Linked DNA regions of Anser cygnoides: region 2 is linked to region 1. Evidence: chromatin contacts called from public Hi-C data. All regions are on one chromosome and are shown on one strand. The core of a region is the stretch at or near the end of the contact, and the rest is flanking DNA. Distances in the headings are between cores, read along the strand shown.

Region 1 (5,871 bases), core at 869-3,368:
TCGCTGCTGTGGATGCAGAGCTGGTGAGCGCTGCCGGGGCCATGCCGTGCGTTCCCGTGGCTGCTCCGGCTCTGCTGTGACCCTGTTGTCCCTTTGGGTGGCAGGTGAAGCTGCTGGAAGTGCTGGAGGGGGTGGACAGGGAGGCCTTCGACTTCATGTTTGGCAGAGAGCTGACCTACACAACGGTGCTGAGTGACCAGCGCGTGGTGGAGCTGATCCCCAACGGCAGCAGCACCGTGGTGCGCTTCGAGGACCGCAAGGACTTCATCCGCCTGGTGCAGAAGGCTCGACTGGAGGAGAGCAAGGAGCAGGTAGCGCCGTGTCCCCAGCCCGTGCAGCTGCAAGGAGACCCTGCGCTGGGCCCTCCGGATATCCTGTGGCTGGTGTGGTCTTTAGTGGTGGGTCAGTGGCTGCACAAGCGACCTGCCGTGGTGACGTGGTGCCCCTCAGGTGGCGGCCCTGCGGGCTGGGCTGCTCCGCGTGGTGCCGCAGCCCGTGCTGGACCTGCTCACCTGGCAGCAGCTGGAGAGGAAGGTCTGCGGGAACCCTGAGCTGACAGTGGACGATGTGAAGAAGTTCAGTAAGTGCCAGGGGTGGCGTGAGGCCCTCCTGGATAATGCTCGTCCTTCGCACGCATCCTGCGCTGTGCTGAGCAGCAGGGGCGAGCGGCTGCCCTGCAGCCTGGGGCCCCCTCCTGCCTTCACACGGGGCTGCACAGAGGGGTGCGTTGCGTCCCACGTTAATTTCCTTTGCTGGGAGCTCCTAACGAAGCGTTTATTCCTCACTGCAGTCACGTTTGAGGACTTGCAGTCCGACGACCCCCGCATCCGGATCTTCTTGGAGGCGCTCAGCAACTTCACCAGCGGTGAGCGACCGCGTGCCTTCCCCGCTCCTCACCCACCGGGCCAGGACCCACGGGGATGTCCCATCCCCTCGGAGCGTCCCGCCTGGGCTCTGGGGGTGACCCCAAACCTGTCCCCTGTCCTTCCCCAGAGGACCTCAGCCGCTTCCTCAAGTTCATCACGGGCCGCAGCCGCCTCCCGGTTCAGATCACCGTCCACCCAGACAAATCGGGGTGAGTCCGTCCGTCCTGCCCGGCCGTGTCCCCGCGGCGCAGGCGCCTGACCCGCCTCTCCTTTCTTTCTCCCAAGAACGCAGCAGCTGGACGTGATGCCCAAGGCCTCCACGTGCTCCTGCACCTTGTTCTTGCCCAACTACTCCTCGTGAGTGCAGCTGGGGACGGGGACGCTCGTCCTCCCTTCCATGAGGACGTGGGGGGGTCCGGTGCCCGTCCCCGACGTAACCCGGCGTCTCGCCTGCAGGGCCCGGGCCTGCGAGGAGCTGCTGCGCTACGCCGTGTACAACTGCATGTCCATCGACACCGACGAGCCCGTGGCACAGGACGTGTCCGTCGACTCCCCCGAGCTGTAGCGACGTTTCGTGGAATAAAAACACAACGAGGCTGTGCTCGTGTCTGGGGTGTGGAGAGCACGGTTTGTGCGGGGGGGGCTGCATGTCCTGTCCCCTCCCCGGGCCACCAGCTTCCCCCTGCAGCCTGGGTGTCCCCATGAACTGATGGGGGCATGCACGTGCGGCGTGTCCTCTGTCAGAGGGGTGCACCCTGCCCTGGTGCCCCCATCCCAAACGCAGTGCCATGCCTCTCCTCCGCACATGGGAAGGCAATGGGAAGGGTGGGGTGCTCAGCACCACCCCGTCTCAGCCCTGCACCCCCACCCTGTTATCCCAGGAGCCTGTGCCTTCAGCGGTTCCCCTGGTAAAGCACCTGGATGGTGGGATGAGCTTCCTGGGACGTGCCTGGCTGGGGATGCACCCCAAAAAGTGCCCCCATATAATGCACCCCATAGAGTACCCCCCCCGCGAGGCACCCTGCGATGCACCCCGCGAGCTGCTGCCCTGCAGTGCACCCTATAACCCCCCCTCATGCAGTGCACCCTATAACCCCCCCTCATGCAGTGCACCCTATAACCCCCCCCACGCCCCCTACCACCCCCCATGCCCCCTACACTCCCCCCCCCCACCAGGGGGCGCTGTCCCCTCGAGCCCCCCCCCCAGCAGATCGATGACTCGGCGCTCCGCAGCCTGCCCTCCTCCCGTCGGCGCTCCTCTCGCCTCCCTGGCGAGGCGGAGGGGGGGATCGATGCTCTCGGCGCTCCTCGAGCCGCTCGGCTGTCCGCGCGCATGCGCGCTGCGCGCCGGCGCCGCCATTGCGGTGCTGTCAGGGAGCCGGTGAGGAGCGGAGCGGAGGTAACGTACCGGTAACGGGCCGGTAACGTCATTTAACGTAACGCAACGTAACGTGACGTGACTTAACGCAACGTACCGGTGGTACCGGCGCCTCGCAGCGGGTTCTGGGGGGCGGGGGGGCTCGGTTGGGCCCGGCCCGGCCCGGTTGGGCCCGGTTCGGCCCGGTTGGGCCCGGCCCGGCCGTGACGCGGCCCCTCGGTGCCGTTGCAGGATGGAGTTCCAGGCCGTGCTGATGGCGGCGGGCGGCGGCTCCCGCATGACGGACCTGACGGCCAGCATCCCCAAGCCGCTGCTGCCCGTGGGCAACCGGCCCCTGCTGTGGTACCCGCTGAACCTCCTGGAGCGCGCCGGCTTCGAAGGTGAGGCGGGGTGCGGGGGAAGGGGGGCGGCGGGCTCACCCGTCCGGTGTCCTGCTGCTGCCAGCTGCCAGCCTCTCCTCGTTGTCACGCCTTGTCTTGTCGCTGCTCGTCAGGGCAGTGGCCTTATGGAGGCCTCCTCTCCGCAGCAGACCTAATTGTGACTGCTCCTCACCCATATCACATCCTTTACTTTTAACTCTAGGCCACATCCGTGCGTGCTCCCTTCCTGCTTCCCCCCTCACCAAGGGTTTTCTCATCTACGTGCTGTGCTTAAGTTTGGAGTCCTTCCGAGCGTTGTTAACCTGGAGTCTTTCTCTCGTCTCTTTCCCTGAGTTGTTAATAAAAATGGCATGAGAAGCGTGTCAGCTCTCTTGGGATGTCTCTCAGTTTGTTGTTCCAATGTGGCGTGAAGTTCAGGGTTATTTGTTCTGTTTGAGGCATTTAGTTCTTGTTGCAGCACGGCGCTGAGTGCTGGCCTTCAGACAGAGCCGGGCAGGGGGAGCTGGCAGGCTGGTAGTGCTGTTTTCTGGGCCTCATTTCACAAGAGAGCTCAAGCGATAAATTTTTGGTGAGGTTCTTTCGCATTATCTGTCATTAGATTTCTGTTTAGCTTTTCGGTGATGGCCCAAATCTTTCTGTAGTGTTCCCCATAACTCGTAAAACTTCCTGGTACCATTTGCATCTCCAGTTTTCACGCTTATATTTGTCCTTGCCTTTCTACTTTTGTTGTGTCTTCCGGGTGACTGTGCTGTTCTTCTGTGCTCTGTCTTGAGAAAGTGAATTCTTCTTCTAGCTGCTGCTCTTCTCTTTGAAGTTGTAGGGATCAGCTCGTGATTTACGTGTGTTGGCCTTTCCGTACGTCATACCATTTAGGGATGTATAGTTTGAGGTCATTTGTTAGTGATGTAAGACATTTCTCTCTCATCTCGCTGATTCGTGCCACTCGCACAGTCAGTGTTAAGAAACAAAGGGAAAAATAAATGTAAACCTATGCCTTCGTTTTGTGTCATTAAGAAATCCTTAAGAACTCTTCTATGCCCTGTGAAAATTTGGACATGCAAGGTTGTATATGCAGCTTCAGTAAGCAGTCAGACACCTTCTTGCTTTTCTCTTGCTTCTGTCCTCCGACCAAGCTGACACTTTTGTGCTAATACTCTGATGGCGTGAATCCTCTCTGAATCATAGCTTTTATTATCGTGTGATGTTTGGGTTCTTCCTGCTTGTTTATGTGAGTAAGTAGGTGTTCCACGGTCTGATTCGCTGCTTCCCCTTTGTCCCAACTGCAAGTGCTTCATCTTGGAATGAAGCCTGCATTTTCGTCTTTGTTTTGGAAAATATGCTTTCATGCCACCATTGATACACTTCAAATATGCTTTTACCTTTTTTTCTTTTTTAGGTGGAATGAGTTTGTTGTTCACAAACTACTCCACTCCCCTGCCAAGCTGCTGTTCGGCAATAGTTTAACTATTGCACTGTAATACTGTAGTTGGTGGTGTTGCCCACAGAGGATTATACAGGATGAGGCTGGGCAAAAGGCAAAGCTCTGAAACGCTGATGGTGTTAACACAGGGTCTCATTGGTGGCTTTTTGTAGGTCATACTGTTGAGGGATGTGCAGTTTGAGGCTGTTTGTTAATGATGGAAGACATTCCTCTTTCATCTCGCTGATTCATGCCACTCACACGCAGGTGTCCCTTTCAGCAACAGTTCCCCACCCATACAAAGCAAGAGAGATTGCTGTCACGTTAACAGCTTCTCTTCTGCCAAAGTTGTTATTGCCAAAAGCTCGTGGTTCAGTACCGTCAGACAGTTACATCAGTCAAGCCTTCTGATAGCTTCGTCAGGTACTGCAGATAAAAATTGAATGTGTCCTATTTGTGATGAATATATTAATTTTTTTTTGCTTGATCTCATCCCACTTTCCTCTGTCCTAGAGGTCATTGTGATTACAAGGAAAGAAATCCAAAAAATGTTAAACTTGGACACAAAAATGAAGCTGGACTTTGTGTGCATCAGTGACAACGCGGACATGGGTACGGCAGATTCACTGAGGCATATTCACCAGAAAATTAAGGTATTATTGTCTTTTATTGAACTTGACTGGAAGACATTTGTTTAAAATAATCCTTTTTTTCATTGTGCTTTAATAGTTTAAGAGCTGTACTGTGTAATACTATTGCAGGTAACTGGATTTCCCGATCTGCAGAAGATCTGACTTTTGTATAGGTCGTCTTGTGGGGGAACTCAGGCAAGGACTCAGAGTGACCACAAATGACAGCTAGGAAGGCTGGAGCAAATCCCGGCTGGGCACTAGCTGCTTTTTTAGCCAGAGTTAGCTTTCTGGCAGGTTAATTAAAAGGCTGTATTTGTTCATACAGTGTTCGTACAATATCATAATGTGTGACAGCTGTTGTCCAGTTGGTGCTCGGGGAAGCATTTCTGTAGGAATGTTCTTTGTCATCTTAGCTTAGGCAATACACCGATAGGTGAGTGAGCTTGGGTTTGGTTCTTGCAATTAGGCATCAGTTTTCTGCTTCTGCTGGCTTGGTCCCATGAGAAGCTCTTAGATAAACGGTGCCCAAATGTGATAAAGGGCTGCTTATAGCAGTCAGATGCTGGTTTAATGAAAATAATAGTCTCTTGAGTTTTAATTTCTAGCTGGACAAACAAAAACATTCCAGTGCAAGGTGGAAATGCTTCTTGGAACTCTTACCAAGATCTAGGATGGAATTTTGTTTTTTGTGGTTGCCATATACTTAATCTTTCTGATTTGTTCCCTGTTTGTTTAGGCCATCTTAGCCAAATTGGCTGTTTAAATAAAGGTTGCAACAGAACATCAATGGACCATTTAAAGTCCTGAGTTGCCTTTTGTCTTCAGGCTCTTATTGAAGGTAATAAACTGCAGCCTAAGAGGCTGTGTACTTCCAAGATAAAGACGACAATCAAGACATGGTGAAAATTTCTAGGCAAATATGGGTGTCCAGGTGGTACAATGAGAGAGATTTGGCAAGGGATTAATGCACAGGCTAGAATAAATCAGAGAGCAAAGAGAAGATACAAAGGCAAAAAGCAAAATCAACAAAATCACAGCTAAATTAACTGAATATTTCTGTCATGTGCAGAACTGCCCTCTGTAATACCTGTTTGCTAGTATTTTTTAAATGTGTATGTAGTAAGGAAATCTCTCTGCACTGCAAATTTTGACCCAGGCCTTACAGTTTTATTGTCTGTTCGGAGTGATCAGTCCA
Region 2 (5,526 bases), core at 266-2,765, 270 kb before region 1:
AAGTGTGAGAAATGAGCATAGCAAGCACTGAAACCATGAGAAAGTCATTACTGCGTTGTCCACTGGTTAATATGCTAGAGTTGCAGGGAGACTACATTCTTGTAGAGGTATTAATTAGGACAGCCTGACCTTTCAGGGGTTAACCTGTTCACAGGTACATGGCCTGAGCTGATACCAAGTTATATACACATCTCAATTTATAGACCCCAATTGTCCTCAAAATATTGATATTAAGAAAGTGACAAACTTCTTTCTTGAAAAGATTAAGCATGCTGTAACAACAGAAATAGCAGTAGATATATTATTTGAATTAAGGTGAGCTCTTTTTTTTTTTATTGAGCACACATATTAATGTTACATTGCTTTTATTATTTGAGGGAGTAACTTCATCTGGTACTGAAACCAGTCATCTCTTGGGTGATTCACTACACAGGTATAGTCACCCAGCAACACTGCACATTGTTGTAGATTGTAAACAATTAAAGTTTGCTAATCCTTTGTGGTTTTCTCCTCATTACAATTTATAATCAAGTTTTAACCGGTATAAGAAACACAACTGTAAAATGGAAGACAGACAAGGAGTAAAAATCAGTTGGTAAACAAGTTTATCACTTTTGACTAAAGTGAGCAGTTTTGTCATTGACCCTTTTGTCATGGGCCCTTTATAGCCTTTAGCATTCATTATTTAATAAAACTTTTATGTGTACACTCAGGTTTTGGTCCTCAATCAAAAAGTAAAAGGACTGTTTCAGCTCTCTTGGATGCAAACACGATGCACGTGGGAATTCACTCAGGCTAAACATCCCTCAGAGAGGCTTCACAGAACTCTCTGAAATGAGTGAGTGTGTTGACCAAGAGTTTCCATCCTAACCCCGAAGCTTCGAGGTTACAGTTAATGGAGTTTTCAGCTTTTTTCATGACTTGTATGACTTGGATCGGTCTTGCCATTAACAGGGAAGTATCACTGGAAGCCCCGAGAATTAGAACCAGGTTGAGGAGGCGGTTGATAATACAGGGGAAGAAGATAGAAGATTTGACCCCGCACCTATACAATACTGCGAACGCATTTTGCTTTGTTGAAAAGGTCAGATTTTATTGATGTTGAAGTCAATGGCAAACTCCCATTCACCTAAACGGCATGCCAGCCACGTCTCACTTTTCCTCAACACCCAGTGCATTCTCTGCTTCTCTTATGTCTCCTAACAATTACGACTTGCTTCTACTGAGGTATTAAAAAGCCACTTCTTGCAGCGAGCCACCTGAATCACCTTCTGAATATCCCCACACCGAGCATTCCCCCGGCACCTCCCAGGACGCTATCCAACCACCTCCATTTATTCATATATATATATATTTTTCTGCTTTCAGCAGCCGGGGGCCGTGTCCCCGCTCAGATAAGGCTATCAAGCGGGGGGAGCCGGCCAGCATTGTGCCGAGTCATGCTGCCCTTGCAAGCCTCCCGCTCGGCCCCGGCGGCCCGTGAGGGGCGGGCGGAGGCCGTGAGGGGAGGCCGGGCGGAGGGCGGGAAGGAGGCCGGGAGGGCCTCGCCCGTCTCCTCGCGAGATCGGGGCCGCTATAAAGCGGCGGGGCGGCGGGGGCTGCCGCATTCGCGGCTTCCTGCTGGGGTCGGGCCTGGTTCGGGGTCTCGTCGAGCTGAGGAGGTCTTTTGGTGAGTGCTGGGGGAGCTGCGTGGGGCTGCGCTTGCAGCGACTGGGGTGGTCGTGATTTTTTTTTTTTCGGAGGGAGTTTTTTTTCCTTTTTTTTTCCTTTTTTTTTTTTAATTTGGTTTTGTTCTCCCCTCCCCCTCTGCGCAGATGGGGTCGCTTTCTTCATCTCTTCCCTTTTTTCTTCTCCCTTTTCCCTCCCCCTCCTTCTAACGGAGGGATGGCAAGGACCTCCCCCGCCCCCCTCACCGCCGGTGCTGGGCTCGGCCGCTGCCTCCCGTCCCCGCTCCGCAGTCGCTCCGGAGTCACTCCGGAGCCCGCCCTACGCGAAGCGGCGTCGGGCGGTGTGCGAGCAGCCGGCTGCGGCGTGCTGCAGCCCGGCGGGTCGGTCTCCTCTGACCGCAGCTCGGAGGCTTTAACCGCAGTGCTGGGGGTAGCGGGGAGGAAGGCTGGGGTGTTGTGCAACGGCCTTAGGTGTCCTAAAGGTATGAATTCTTCGCTAGAGCGCAGGCCTGGCTTGGTGTAACTGCAATTTAAAGATAATTGAGGCTGCGCCGTAGCTGTGAGCAACTGGAAGGTGCTCTGAGTCCATTAAACTGCGCTGCATTTGCAGCGCCTGCTCGCCTTTCCTCTCGAGGGAAAGGAACTGCCGTGCTGAGGCTGTGGTCTGTGCCTCTGCGGGTTAGGAAACGCTGCGGCTAAAATCCAGGCAGAAGGTGGGAATGCGTGCTGCTCTCGCCAAGAAGAGCAGGCGGCGGCAGGTTGCAGTGGAAAGCAGTTGGATTGCAGTGCAATGCAACTAAACCTCCTAATCTGATGTTAAAGACCTTCGAGTTACCTAAAAAGGGGACAATAACCCCCTGCTTTAGAAAGGAGAAGTGCCAGAGAGCAGTCTGACAGTGTTTATTTGACACTGAATCCCCAGTAATACACTCCAGGGACTGTCGGTGGAACAAATATAGAAGGATTGGCATCGTACTGAGTAAAAGGATGACCTTGAGCTTGAGTACTGTAAAATAATGTAATTCAGTGACGAACTGTGGGGTCATGCACTCCGGATAAAACACAGGTATTGTTCAGAAGACAAAATTCATTAGTTGGCAGTATCTCAGAGAAATATTGTGCAATGGTTGTCCCCTTGTCCCCTCTCACAGAACTGCAGTTTCAGGATTGTATCTGTATTCATGGCTACGTGAAGAGTTCAGAGGGTTTATTAATGTCATCCTACTAGGCTGTTTCAGTACAATCTTATGAATGCCTGGCAGTTTTGGCCACCATCATTCATAAGATTACTTCCTAGCCTGCTGAATTTGAAGACAAATCCCTTGGATGAACACAGGGATGAAGAAGAGCTTGCTTGTGGCACAAGGCAGTTAGAAACACTGAGTAAGGTGGTGCTTTTCAAACCAAACTGAGGTAGCAGGTTATTGTTTCTGTATTCTCAGGGTGTGTAGGAGGAGCCTTCAAATGTAAAACTTATAATGAAAAGGTTCTAAACTGATAAGTTTAAATTTGACTGAAAGGTAAATACTTCTTACAGCTTCTGGACTAGTTCTCCAGAAAGTATGTGGCAAGGAGGAAGGAGCCAAGAAGTAAGGTGTTTCTGACCTGTTCTGGAATGGACTTTGTGCCTTGCAGGCAGAATTTATAAAGATCTTTGAATCTTACCTTTCTTTAGCGATATGAGACTCGTACTAACCTTACAGAGGTTTGTATCTCCAAGTCAGCTAGTGCCTGTACAGTATATAGAATGTCTTCAGTGAGATCACGTCAAAAAGACTGAGCCAAAGAAACAAGGTTCACAAGCTGTCTGAAAAATTATGCTCTGAAAGTGAAAGTAACTGGAATTCAAGAAGTGATGCACAAATTCTGCATTCCCAGACAGAGCAAAAATACTCTCCAGGACATGTTGCAAATGACTTGGTGTTAGGCCAGGCAGCCAGAAGTTAAGCTCTGTTGTCCTTGTGTACCCTCTTACTCTTTTTTAGTAGACTGAAGTATTCAGGGGGAACAACCTGGCCTTACTGGTTTAAGACATGGTGAAATTTTACTTGCTAACATAAAATGTGATTACCAAGTATACCATGAGTCTTCTGTTCACAAATGAAACAAGGTGGCTTTGTTTGCAAGGCTAAAGTGTAATTATGTAGAGAACTTCTCCATTGTTATCTTGGGAGATGAACAAAACCCTGCTTGAATAACCAAGAAAAGGTTTGAGGTCTTAAATTCTCTTGTAAACTTAAAAAAGGGTTTCCTCATCAAAAGGTAGGAAGAGATTCTCTAACTTACCTAATTAGTGGAACTAGAAGTCTTACTGACTACTGCTAAAACTCGAGAAGGCTAGCTCTTTTCTGTAATAAGCTGTTACTAGTCAAAGATAACAATTACTTTTCATTAGGAGACTAATGAGCTGTAGATCTCAGTGTTAGGCATCTGCTTAGTACCTTGGTTTGGATACCTGACTACCCAGGTAACAAACTTGAAACTAATCTTACTCTTAAGCCTTGTGTTGCAAGACCAAATGGTGATGAACTGTTCCTATTGATGCTTGATGTAAATGGGTGAGGTCTTTTGAATAGTTATTTCTGGGTGCAAACATACTGTTACCTAAGCTGTACTGTTTACTCTTTTCTAGAGGAAATCAAGATGTCTTCAGGAAAGGCTTTCATTGGAAAACCAGCCCCTGACTTCACTGCCACAGCTGTGATGCCAGATGGGCAATTCAAAGACATCAAACTCTCTGACTATAAAGGTAAGTTTGTGCTTCTCTAATTACACAAATGCAATCTGGCCATATGTGGGAGTCAGAGGGCATCTAAGTAGAAGTCTTTAGTTTGGTTTCAAAGTAATAGTGACCACCTGATGGTAGACTCTACTAGACAACTTGTATTTTTGTCAGTTGATGGCTGGAGTATGCTTGGGAAGCTGTTGGCAGTATGGCTGAATGTTCTGGCTATGATAATTGTTGGTTATCAGCCTAAAATTCCTCTGAAGTATAATCTGGGGTCAGGCTTATTTGTTCTCTCAGTTTGAGACTGATGTAACATCTCCAATGTGCTACACGGAACAGCAAAATCTTGCCATGTAGTGTTTTTTTCCTGTCAGTGGAAAGTAGACTTTCCTATAGGCAGTGAAGTTCCTTTCTCTAGAGTATTAGCAAAATGTTCTCTTCTGTTGATACTTGAATGTTTGATACTGAATATTACAACTACTATAAAACCTAAGGTAAAAGACTTTAACTGGTGACACTGCTCTTCTAGGAAAATACGTTGTGTTCTTCTTCTACCCTCTGGACTTCACTTTTGTCTGTCCAACTGAAATTATTGCGTACAGTGACAGAGCTGATGAATTCAAGAAAATCAACTGTGAAATAATTGGAGCTTCTGTTGACTCTCACTTCTGTCACCTTGCATGGTAAGAATCAGCCTTTTATTTTAATCAAATAGAATGTTCTGCCTGTCCTTACAGGAACTGAATCCTGAGTATTCAAACTATCTTTACTGAAGAACTAAAGGTGCTTAGGAAGTACTGGTAGTGTCAGGTACTTCTGAACAGAATGGAGAATATTGGTCAGTTCCTTTGTTCCTTCATGGTAGACTAAGTGCAATGCTACACTTAAGATCAGCTTCTGTTGTACTTCATGCTTTGAACTGTCCATTTTTCTTAAATATTTAACTTCTGCTTTTTAGGATCAACACTCCCAAGAAACAAGGTGGTTTGGGAACTATGAAAATTCCATTGGTTTCTGACACAAAACGTGTCATTGCCAAAGACTATGGAGTGCTTAAAGAGGATGAAGGTATTGCGTACAGGTAATATGCAGTAAGGTGAACTCCTTGTTAAGGTTGTATGTTGCAGTACA

Evidence for each region. Hi-C and Micro-C count contacts between places; a contact is called where the count stands out from the background.
Region 2: a Hi-C map of liver shows a contact between it and region 1, with 4 times the contacts expected there. The contact joins the promoter of PRDX1 here to the promoter of EIF2B3 in region 1. A contact is called at or near these places in 2 of 7 Hi-C or Micro-C datasets (both in liver).

Annotation. Positions count from the first base shown.
Region 1 is chr8:23,519,923-23,525,793 of Taihu_goose_T2T_genome, reverse strand. EIF2B3 (eukaryotic translation initiation factor 2B subunit gamma) reads left to right here and starts at 2,118. Exons shown (of 12, transcript XM_048059023.2): 1 at 2,118-2,265; 2 at 2,476-2,624; 3 at 4,558-4,697. The coding sequence starts at 2,477. It overlaps HECTD3 (HECT domain E3 ubiquitin protein ligase 3), which reads left to right. Exons shown (of 21, transcript XM_048058962.2): 15 at 1-23; 16 at 105-311; 17 at 451-580; 18 at 791-865; 19 at 994-1,075; 20 at 1,152-1,223; 21 at 1,323-1,473. The coding sequence ends at 1,431.
Region 2 is chr8:23,792,535-23,798,060 of Taihu_goose_T2T_genome, reverse strand. PRDX1 (peroxiredoxin 1) reads left to right here and starts at 1,515. Exons shown (of 6, transcript XM_048058910.2): 1 at 1,515-1,669; 2 at 4,300-4,416; 3 at 4,925-5,078; 4 at 5,354-5,476. The coding sequence starts at 4,311.